Regions from separate parts of the Capsicum annuum genome. Here region 1 is linked to region 2. The links are chromatin contacts, called in public Hi-C maps. All regions are on one chromosome and are shown on one strand. Each heading gives the region's core, a stretch centred on a gene start, on an enhancer-like site or on the middle of the called end of the contact. The rest is flanking DNA. Distances are from core to core; before and after follow the strand shown. Region 1 has its middle 31 kb from the start of LOC107877896. Region 2 has its middle 190 kb from the start of LOC107877896.

The links. Hi-C and Micro-C count contacts between places; a contact is called where the count stands out from the background.
Region 1: a Hi-C map of placenta shows a contact between it and region 2, with 2.5 times the contacts expected there. The contact joins two enhancer-like sites. A contact is called at or near these places in 2 of 5 Hi-C or Micro-C datasets (leaf and placenta).

What each region holds. Positions count from the first base shown.
Region 1 is chr7:113,715,937-113,722,562 of UCD10Xv1.1, reverse strand. No RefSeq gene overlaps it. Among protein-coding and RNA genes, the nearest start is that of LOC107877896, 31 kb to the left of the region's middle. Within about 2 kb of position 3,087, at least 4 of the 5 cell types and tissues checked have an H3K27ac peak or open chromatin away from gene starts, as enhancers often do.
Region 2 is chr7:113,560,604-113,566,422 of UCD10Xv1.1, reverse strand. No RefSeq gene overlaps it. Among protein-coding and RNA genes, the nearest start is that of LOC107877896, 190 kb to the left of the region's middle. Within about 2 kb of position 2,737, at least 1 of the 5 cell types and tissues checked has an H3K27ac peak or open chromatin away from gene starts, as enhancers often do.

The sequences.
Region 1 (6,626 bases), core at 1,838-4,337, 160 kb before region 2:
TATTTTTTTCATTCACCAACCAAACATTAGAAAATATTTTTCACTCACCAATCAAACATAAGAAAATAAGTAAGAAACCAACTTCTTTTTCATGAAAACATTTTCTAGGAAAATATTTCATACCAAACACACCCACAATATATCAAATAAAGAAATTCTTTTTAAAAATATTTAGACAAACTTTCTTATGGATCAATCTGAGTTGCAAATCAACTCAATTTTAAAAGGGAAAGAGATTGAGCTAAGTAGATCAAAATGGATACTTACAATAATAATATATTCAGTAAAATTTCATAGATGAGGTCTAATTAAATAGGTACTTGAATTAATAAAATAAGTGAGTCATTAACTCACCAAAATTTAGACGGGTCATAATTCTATGAGTTGATTTTGTTACTCCTACCAGAATGTAATAAGAATAAATAATTAAACACTCTCTTTGTTTAATCAAGTTGTCTTTCTTTATTTTTTGGGAGAATAGTTTTCTAGCCCTTTATTTTAAAAAAAAAGTTTTATAGTTTTTTGATAAGAGATTTTTATTTTTTACAGAGATGTGAAAAGATCATTTTTTTTATTTTCATTTTATAAAGGGATAAGAGATCTCATTTCCTTCTCTTCTTTTTAGTCTATTTCTAAAGAATGTTGCTTTGCTGATTTGACACTCTTTGATTTCAACATCAACATGACATATTTAAGACTATAAGGGATTGTTTGGTACAAGGAATAAGGTTTAGGATTAACTTTATCTCATATTTGGTATGATGTATTACTTATTCCCGAAACTATTTTGTCCTACCATTTATACTAAAATGATGAAATTACTATCCCATGTAGAGGATTCGATAAAATAATTCATGGAATCTCCAAAAACATGGGATATCCTTACTTATCCCATTCTATTGTACCAAACAACCCTTAAAATCTCGAATATTATGGAACATATGTATATCTCTATCTTTATTTTTCGATCACAAAAGTTAAAAATCTTTCTGGCTTTCTTAAATTCTAAGTCAAATCAATATAATAAAAGAAAATTGAAACTGCAGTCATAACTATCTTATGAACCAGTATTGTCGTATGTGATGATAAGTCGATCATATATAATCCACCTAATTAAATAATTTTAAATAAGGCCAAATCCATCGGCGACCCCCTAAACTTGGCACGATCTTTCACTTTGGCACCTCAACTGGACGTTGTTCATTTTTGACACCTCAAGTAGTCATAAAGTGTGTCACTTTGACACCTTTCGGCATCAACTCTAGTGCGTGAATTACACGCGCTTCCAGCATGGATTAAGTGGCCAACTAATTTGTGTCAACTCATTTTAAAGGCCACATCATTATTTACACCCACAATTTTTTAAAAAACAAAAAAGGATCAAAATACATGGCTAAGTGTCCAATAAATTATTGACACGTAATTTTTTAATTAAATAGTTACAAAAAAGACCACATCTTCCCCATCTAACATTTTTAAGTTCAACCTCCATTAATGGAAGCTGAACCTCCATTAATGGAGGTAGAATTTTTCAGAAAAATAAACATACCTCCTCATTCGCTGAGGATGATAGATTCGCCTTAAAAGCTTCACGAATTTCAGACATGGAGAAAGAGGAGGCCACTGTTCAGTTAAAAAATTATTTAACGGAAGAAAACATAAATAATTAAATCCTTTTTATGCCATATAGTTTGTTAATATTTAAGGTTTTTTCTTTGACCAATTTGCCTTTTGATTCTTTTCTACTAGTAAAAAATCCACTATCCTTATGGAAAAGCAAAAAAAAAATTGCATTTGCCCTCCTAAATAATTTCATTTTTCTTTGCACACTTTGTTTTTAATAAAATTACCCAAAGAAGTAAATCATTGAATTTTTAGTGATTCTTTGCATTTTTTAGGAGTTTTGGAGAAATATTGATTTGGGTATTTCTTATTGAATTTTTAGTGATTCTTTGCATTTTTTTAGGAGTTTTGAAGAAATATTGATTTGGTATTTCTTATTTAAAAGTATGCAGGGATGACTGATGTTATGTATTTATGGAGAAGGTCGTATGTGTCTGTTCACTAGTAAAAGAAAATGGTGAAGAAAGGAGTATTTTATTGTGTTCTTTATGTGTGTTGATGGAATGAACATTTTTTTTCTTTTGGGTGTTAATGATGTCGTGGGTGGAAGAGGAGAATTTTGGGTTGCTGCTTTGGGTGTAATTTGATTGTTGTTAGTGTGTTAGTATGTTTCATTGATTCTTGAAAAATTCAACCTCCATTAATGAGGTTATGCTAAAGAAAAATTGTGTGGAGAAGACAATGTGAGAGACTTTTTTGTAATTATTTGGTCAATAAAACATGTGTCATTAATTCATTAGATCAATTGTTGCTGATTTATCTAATCATTTTCAATAATTTTAAAAAAAATTTAAAGATGAAAAAATTATGAAAATACCTCTCAAAAATTACAAAAATACCACTGAAACGCGCCCAAAAGCGAGTGTAATACGCTCTCTTTGCTGAATCAGCAAAAGGTGTCAAAGTGACACAGTTTATAGCTACTTGAGGTGTCAAAAGTGAACAACGTCCAGTTGAGGTGCCAAAGTGAAATATCGTGCCAAATTTAGGATGCTGCCGATGGGTTTGGCCTTTAAATAATGTGAGGTATTTTAATGTAAAGCCTTTGCCTCTTAATTTAGTTAAAGAAATTATACTTGTTTATTCTAATTGCCGTTGATTTTGATTTATTTTTACTTATTACTAAAACTCATCGTCTAAGATAATGTAATGTTTGAAAGACCTGTTACATATTTTCTCAGCTTTCCCTACTCTAACTTCTAGAAAGATCCAAAAATGCAGTGATTAAGTTATTTAGCAACCATTGGATATGGAGTTATGCTTACCTATCTAAATATAATATATTATCAGAGCAGGTTTATTAATTAGTAAAAGTGGCAAAGATTATTTTTCTCATACCCCATTTAAATTATGTATCCCAATGTCAAATAAAATAGTGAATGGGGTTATGAGACGCTTTCCCTGCAATGATTTAGTCAGAGGTCAAAGGATGAATACTGATTTATCTAATTCTACATATCCTATCCGCAAGGACTTTGTAAGCAAACGGGTAGGTTTGTTACCAAAGTGGTTGGTTCATCTTCTAGAAGCTTAGCTCATGAACAAAATCCAAATTTATTGGTTTGACCTTTGCAAATACTTTCTCAAAATTCATATAGTAATGGAGTACTAGTACTATCATATGATTTATTTAACACTGAACTACCAATATTAAGTTTAATGAATGGACGCAATTATACTTATTGAATTAAGAGTTTTATACTATACAATAGTCTAACAAATCCCACACACAAGAATTTTTTAAACTTTTTTTTTCAACATTTTAATAGTCTACAATGTATAATTGATCAATATATTATTGCGATATAATCTTATATACTCAGTGTGTATTTTAACTGTACTTTTATACACTTGTTATGTATTATGCATACACTCCATATGTGTGTAGAGTAGATCATATATTCCACACCTACACCTACAAGACAAATCCATAGTCTATTAATTAGTCCTAGTATCATAGGTGACCGAACGCGCCTTAGTGCCCTATTTGAAATTGCTTATTTTAAAAAAAAAAAATAAAAAAAAAAATAAAAAAAAAAAAAAAAAAAAAAATATATATATATATATATATATATTTATTTTGAGAAAAAAATATTTTTTTTATGAAAGAAAGGTGTTTGATAACTTACAAAAGTGCTTTTAGAGAGAAGCAGAAATAGTTTCTTTGTTTTTGGGAAGAAGAAGAAAAATTTTATTTTTCAAAAAAAGCAGAAGAAAAATTATTTTTTTCATGACAAAATATCCTTAAATAAATTAACATATCTTATAAATTTGATTAAAGTTTGATTTTAAAATTTTATACTTCATATTTACATCATAATACTTTATTTTATTTTATGATTTACATATTATTAGTTTATTTTCACTCATTTTCTTTAAATAAATTTGAAAATATCATTGATGATGATGACTGAAATATATAAAACTTTTTATTTTTTATCATTAATGGTATCAAATGACAGATAAATCACGTAATGAGATTATATTTTGATAGCACTTGCAATTTTTTTTTTTGAATATTTAATTTTAAATAAATAATTCGTGAAAAGTGATATTTAAATTATTTAAGTAATATATCATCACTTAATATTTTTAATATATTTATATACATAAATATTGATTGAAAATTTTAGAATACGTACTTTTTAATTAAATACAAATAAAATAAAATATTATAATAGTTATTTAAAATAAATTTTCTCTATAAATTAATCTTAGTACTAAAAGTCAATTAATACATGTCCTTTTTGGTCATTTGTCTCAAAAAAATACTTCTTAAAAAAGATTATCCAAATATAATATATTTATGAAAAGTACTTTTTAAATGAATTTATCAAACACAAATTATTTTTTTTCAAAAGCACTTTTCTGAAAAGCTATTTTATAAAAGTGTTTCTCAAATAAACAGTTTTGTAACACCAATCACAAACGAATTCTTAATTATTAGATTGAGATGCAATAATTTCATAAATACCCAGTGAAGATATGATAAATAAATAACATATACAATTCAACGTTCGAAGTTGATAATATCATGATATTAAAGTCAAAAAATACAACGATCCGCCCAATCAGACTTAATATAAATGTAGTCATTTAAAATCTTTTCATGAAAATGTCCCTTCACACCGAATGCACGTGGTAGGGTGGCATGCTTGGGATGTTCAGTTCAATCAAACTAACAAATATATATATATATAAAGGAGACTTAAAATAATGCTTATGTGGCATACTTTTAAGGCCTTCATTTTTATTTTTCTTTTTTCTCACTTTTTGACTTTTTTTTTTTTTATGATTTCTTGTTTTATAATCGAATAATTAATCATATTCTATCCCATTTAGTAAGTATCATTAAATTCTTTAACAGTCATATTAATTTACTAGAATACTTATCCGCACTTCGCGCGGTTAAAATAACCAATTAGTTGAATATCAACTTCAATAATAGAAAATTAAATTTAAGAACCAGACATCTTTAATGATTCTGCCATCTTTTTTATTAGTTTAATATCATATATAATTTCTTCGACAGGTAAATAATGAGAAACTATTTTAAATTAAACATAACCTATGCAAATTATGTGAAATTAAATACTGAAGAATAAAATAATAACATTACAAAAATCTTGGGGATACAAACCCGATACAATCACCTCCTTTCATCATTTTATTTCTTAATATGAACTTGACACTTACATATGATAAATATAAATATTCATATTCATAATGCTACAGTTTTTTTCTCAGTTAGGAAAAGTGAGATTTTGACCTCTTACATGAAAGGAAGAAAATGACGCATTCAAAATTTTTATTTTTATTTTTTCAAATCGAAAACCAAATAGAAAAAACAAATAAAGAAAAATCTTAGTCCGAAACCTAACCGAAAAATTAATCCAAATTAAAATTTCGTTTGATTTGATTTGGTTTTTCAGTTTAATCTGAATAATGCCTACCCCTACTTTCAGATCTCTTATGTATAAAAATATAGATCTCTTATGTATAAAGATCAAAATCTCTTATAAAAAGGATATAAAACTCTCTCCAGAGCTTATTTTATGAGATTCCATTGACATTGGTGTTGCACTTGCAATTTTTTTAAAATGATGGGAAACAGAAAGGAAGACAAGAAATAGAAAAAATTCAATTCAATATATCTTTTATCATTGATATGATCAAATTCCATAATTAATTTTCTAAATAGGAAATAAAAGGAAAGTAAAGAAACATGAAAATTCGAGAAAGGTTAAAATTTAATTATTGGTGTGTTGTAATACCAAAATCTCCATTGAAATATGAATTGTGATCAAGCTTCATTACAAACGGTTCAAGAGGTTACAATCTTCAACTTTATGGGATTTTGATTGATTAACTGTCATCTTAAATATTGAAAATCTATTAATAAATGTTGTATCATTTTTGTGGAATTACATTGAATATGTTGTTGTATGCCATCGATAAATGCTACCGAATTACTATTTTTTTATGATCAATTATCATTTCTCCAGTTAAGCATGATAAAAAAATAAAATGAAATGAGATGAAAAAAATTGGTTATTTAATATCTCCAAGAACAGCAACAAAACAAATTGTAAAGCTACATTGCTGCACTCTTTCTGAGGACATATTTGTTCATGCATTTTGTCGATAGAAGCATAATTTTGCTTATAAATGAGAAGATAGAGCCCTAATTGATTGATGGTCACAGTCTTGCCATAAAATACAATCTTGAGCTATAAGACCTTTTTTCATGCACAACTCATCCTGTCATAAGCTATCAATACAAAAAATTTATGGAAAAGTTAGAATCAAGAATTGTGTATATTTTAATTTAGAAAATAAGGAATAACTCACTAAATGTATATTTTAATTTAGAAAATAAGGAATACCTCACTAAATATTTAAAATAACATACCTCGATTCTCCAATCTCCTGCTTTTCAAAAAATTTTATTTAGAAATTGGTGCATCTTACACATAGAAAAAAAATTGTATCCCATAAGTATA
Region 2 (5,819 bases), core at 1,488-3,987:
ATTAAATTTTAGAAAAAATATAAATTAAGTCACATTTTTCTATTATATAATGAAGTTAATTTATTGATACATTAATTAGGTCTTGTTTGGTAAGTCATTATGATTATCAAAGTTTTTTCATTATAAAATTGGATAACTTTTAAAAGACTTTATTTATGAGGAAAGAAGTATTTAACAAAACGAATAGACTTGAATTTAATTTAAAACAAATAAATGGTGTTTTAAACATGTTTTAATTTTTTTTCATATTTGACTGATTAGATTTTTGAAAAAAAAATATTTTCCCGATAGAAAAAGTCTCTGTAGACTTATGAAAATGACTTTGTGGAAGTAGAAAAATTATATTCCGCATTTCACATTTATTGAGCCCTTCGTTATTCAATACACCTTGTTTTCACTCCTACCGATAGATCCCATCCCCATCACCCCATATCCACCTCTCATAGTACTTATCTAAATTATATATAAAGAATTTTTAAATAATATTTTACTTACACACTGAATATAAGAAAATAAAGTAAGTAACACACTAAATTTTTAAAAAATATTTTTAAATTAATATTTTTCATTAAAAAACATGTTTGTATCAAACACACCCAAAAAGAGAATAGATATTATTATTAAGATGTAATAAATGCTATGATTAGAAATGAGACTGTAAGTTCAAAGTTGCACAAATTTTACTAAAATGTAAAAAAAAAATATTGTCCTCTATCCTTTTTTTTTTTTTTTACAATTGTTGATTTGGTACTCCTATTAAAAAGCTATTTAATAGGAGTTTGTTTGTTTATCTCGATAATTATGTTTTAAAATCATATAATTGACAATTATTGGACCTGTGAGAACGACCAAGCCCCCAAGATCCTCACTCATATTAAGTAGTTATATAGTTACTTAATGATAACAATAATATTGAAGGAAAATAATCTATCTCTCTTGATTTGCTAAAATAATAAGTAAAAAGAGACTATTTCTTTAACAAAAGGTCAAGAAAACGAAAAAGAGAGAAAAATGTACTCTCTCAATTCCTTTTTACTTGTTTCTTTAACTTGACAAATAACTTAAGAATCAAATATATTAAGAGTAAAACATACTAAATTATCTTTACTAATTATATTTTAAGAAATTAAATCTAGATATTAATATTTTATTTAAGTACTTATTAATAATAATGATATAGAAAAAAGTTATAAATCTTTTGTGACTTACAAAAATAAATAAGTTAGAAAAGTAATTAATTTTTAATATAAAAAATAAGTAAAAAAGAACAAGTAACCAAATAAGGAACAAGAACAGATTTACAAAAGATTACTACTATCTATAATTCAATTATAAATATATAAATAAAAATATTATAAAATAATAAATGAGGACTAATGTAACAATATGTATGAAAAAAAAAACATGTGTGACTATCTAAGTAGGGGTGTTCATGGTTTGATTAAAAATCAAACCGAACCACGAACCAAACCAAACCGATTAAAAAAATTGATATTTGGTTTGATTTGGTTTTAAATTTTTAAGACTGACACTTAGGTGATTTGGATTTGGGTTTACTCTAAAATAACCAAACCGAACCGATAAAAATTATATATATATATACACACACACACACACATATATATATGTATATATATGTATACACACATACATATGCATATATAAATTATTTATATATTATTAAATAAAATATAAATATGTTTTATATTTTAAATTTTAATCATGAATTTAACTTTAGTCATAGTACTTTTAGTCATATGTCTCCATCTAGTTGATGATACGTTATGAGACTCTATACGATTTTCGCACTTTGAATGGCAAATGATACTAATTGTGAAATTATCTTGTTGTCTATGGGATTTTATAGGTGAGTTTATTAGACAATAAATAATCACTAGTTTTGAACTTTCTTTTTGGTCTCTATTGAGCAAAAAATTTATGTGTTTATCCTTTAGAGGGTTTACCATATCATTCTCTTATATGTAGTTTCTAAACACTTTTGTAGAAGCATTCATATGGTATTGTCCATGGTGTTGCGTAAGTATAACACTAAATTTATAACACTAAATTAACATCTTAGTTTCAAGGTTGAGGAACAACACTCGATTGACATCTCATATGTTGGATTGAATTTTTTTTAAGAAAACTTTCAACTTTTATCGTTAACTAAAGTTATAAACCGAAAAACCAAACCGAACCGAACTAAACCGACAAAAACCAAACCGATGGTTATTTTTTTGTGTTGGTTTGGTTTGATTTTAGAAATTTAAAAATCGACTAAGTTGGTTTGGTTATGGTTTCGATCAATAACCGACCCAAATCGACCCACGAACACCCCTATATCTAAGTACTTAAAAAAAAATTGTGTGGACTACTAAAAGGGAGATTCTCCCTTCTATCTTATATTATTTGTCATCCTTCTATAAATAATTTTACAAATTCAAAACAAAACTAATTACATTTTTTAAATTCCATCCTTACAATTAAATTTTAATACATCTGAAAATTTAATTTAAGAAAAGTTTCTTACTAATAATTTTTTTAAAAGAGCTAAAAGAAAAAAGAGAAAATTAATATGAAATAAAAGAAGCATAACATCAATATACTTCAACTTTAGAAACACCACGTAGGAATGGACTTATAAGAGAAAATGAGTGCAAAATAGGAAATGAAGTGGCAGACAGGTGTAACTTGATGATTGATGTCCTCAAAGAATCAAACTTCCACTTTTGGCCTTGTGAGGACGACAAAGATTTGGGATTCTCATAATAACTAGTTTCGGTTAACCCGTGTTAAGCCCGGCCCAAACTTACATTTAAAAAAAAATTATAGATATTTTTAAATTTTACTTGTTCTTATTTTTTTATTTTTTTTGACATCAATGTGATAGTTTTTAAGGATTTTTAAAATAATACAGTACAAAATAGTATTGAAAAGTTAAAGGATAATATTTTTCTTAATTTAAATATTAGATTTAAAAAAAAAAATCAAAACAAATGCGTGTATTAAAGTTCTAATTTCTATTTTTCTGAAATCTTTTGAGTTTCTAATCTCTAATTACTCAAATTGAGCTTTTATCATAAATTATTAGGAGATCAAATTCTAATTTCTTTAACTACCTTTTTCTCTCAGCATTTTCAGAATATATACAAAAATAATATTTCTTATATATTTTTAATATGATAATTTATCAAGTAAATTTTATATTAAAAGTGTGTGCACATAAAATTAGATTAACTAACTATCATATTATGAAATTTATTTTTTGACTGAAATGAAAGAATTATAACTAACATTTTTGACACATTTTAAAAGTTTTTAACAATGATAAATTTAATTATGGTTATTCTTTAGTATAAAATATAATTTTACATAAATGAAATCTTTGTTGATTACTTATGTTGTCGTCATGCACAAATAAAAATACAGATAAAATTAAAATAAAATAAACTATACTTATTAATCGATAACTAAAAATTTAAATTACAAATTAAACATTATAAATAACATCAACAAATAATATTATGAGAAAAATATTTTAATTCAATAATTAAGCGTATATCAGGCTAGAAATTGAACAATAGAATAACTATTTATGTGTTTATAATTAATTGTTAAGATCAAATATAATTTGAAACATGTTCAATAACATATTCAAAAAAAATAATGACTCAAATATGTGTGAGTGCTTTGTGGGGGCCACAATCACCTTTTTCATTTTTAGTAGCATGTAGAAAACCTTAAAATTTTTAAAATTTACTAAAATGTGTGTTAACTTATAAAGTAATAAAAAACTTCAATTAAGGATAAAAGAGAACAAAAAAAATCATGTGAGGACTACCAAAAAAACTTATTCTCTCTTATATATAATAAAAAAAATATTAATATAGATAGAAAATATGAAATAAATGTTAAATAATTAATAATCTACAAAACTTATTTTTGTTGTAAGAGGTTAGTTCTTAAGATGTCATTTGCATAACCTAATGCAAGACTATTTTCCTTTATTAATAAATGTTAAATAATTAATAATGTACAAAATTTAATTTTGTAGTAAGAGGCTAGTTCTTCAGATGTCACTTAGCATAACCTCATGCAAGACCATTCTCTTTTATTATATATAGAGATATGAAATATGCAATAAATATGGAATAAATGTTAAATAATTAATAATCTACAACACTTATTTTTGTTGTAAGAGGCTAGTTCTTAAGATGTCACTTGGCATAACCTCATGCAAGACTATTCTCCTTTAGTGTATATATATATATATATATATATATATATGAAATAAATATAAAATAAATGTAAAATAATTAATAATCTATAAAAATTAATTTTGTTGTAAGATGTTAGTTCTTAAGATGTCACTTGGCATAACCTCATGCAAAGTTATTCTCCTATGTATATATATACTACTTTAGAGTACGCTCTCTACGTGTGTACCTCGCTTCAATGAGTTCAATTTTACAATATTATAAAAGAAAATGTCTTGATTAAAAATAAATTGATGATTTTATTAAATATGAAAAATACTTAAATAAAAAAATTAATATATACATACAAAATCATATAAAAGCATTAAAAACAATTTAAACTAAATTAAGAAAAACTATAATGGCTATAGGACGACAAAAAATGCTTAAAAAAAATTTTGATATGACATATGGGGCAATTCATATGTCGTTAGAAGTGTTAGAGGGCAACAAATTAATATCTTTACTATTATAAGAAAAACTAAGGAAAGAATTTTAACAAAGAAACACCGACGTCTATCAACAAAATATTTCAACATGAATTATATGATACAACAAACAAACAGTGCATAAAAAGCCTGTCAAAAAGGAGAAAAATAATAACTGAATCAATTGATATCACTATAATAATAGTGTTATATGATGTTGTTTTGAAAAATTTAGCACTATACATTATCAAAATATATAAAAAATATATTTATAAACTATCAAATACATGTGAAACGAATAAAACTTGCAGTAGTTGGAAGGAGAAATACAATTTCCGTAAAAAGTAGTCGAAAAGGGAAAGATAGAAACTTTCGATTTTTCCTGCTACTTTATTCTGCAGCAACATACTCGTTTAATATGATTTTTCAACTGAAAGAGAAACATGAGAAATTATTAAAAAGGAAAATCCCTTGTCAATTATATATAATACATATATAATATTTAAATTTTATTAACTAAAAAGATGAAGAAGAAAAAAAGAATGATAATAAGGGATGCAAGAAGAAAACTTTAATAAATCATCAATCAAAATATCAAATATCAAAATCAGAAGAAAATGTAGAAGCACAACAATTGATAGACATATCAAAATAAGAAGAAAACATAGAAGCATAATAATTTATAGACATTCTTTTTTTATATAAGGTAAAATTTTAATTAATTTAGACATATTAAATTTTATAATTTCTTACCTACCTCATTTTAATTAATTTGAAAGTCCTAAATATTAGGATAATTATTATACTTTCTCATATTTGCTTCTTAATTTTTTTTTCTTTCCAATTTTTTTTATTATTTTGGTTATTAAATTTATTCCTTTCCATGTATAGCTTTTTATGTAAATAGCTGTTAGGACTCTTTTTTCCAACTAAAAATTTAGCAAATTTATTTCTCTTAGGTACATGAACCCCCCCCCCCCCCCCCCCCCCCCGAAAAAAAAAAAAAAAACCCAACCTACGGATTCCTCTAATTTTGGCACTTTTTGTATCTTCTTTGTTCTATAAATATTGTTTTAATAAAATTATAAGAACCCTTTATTATATAAGGTAAATTTTAACTGATTTAAAAATGTTA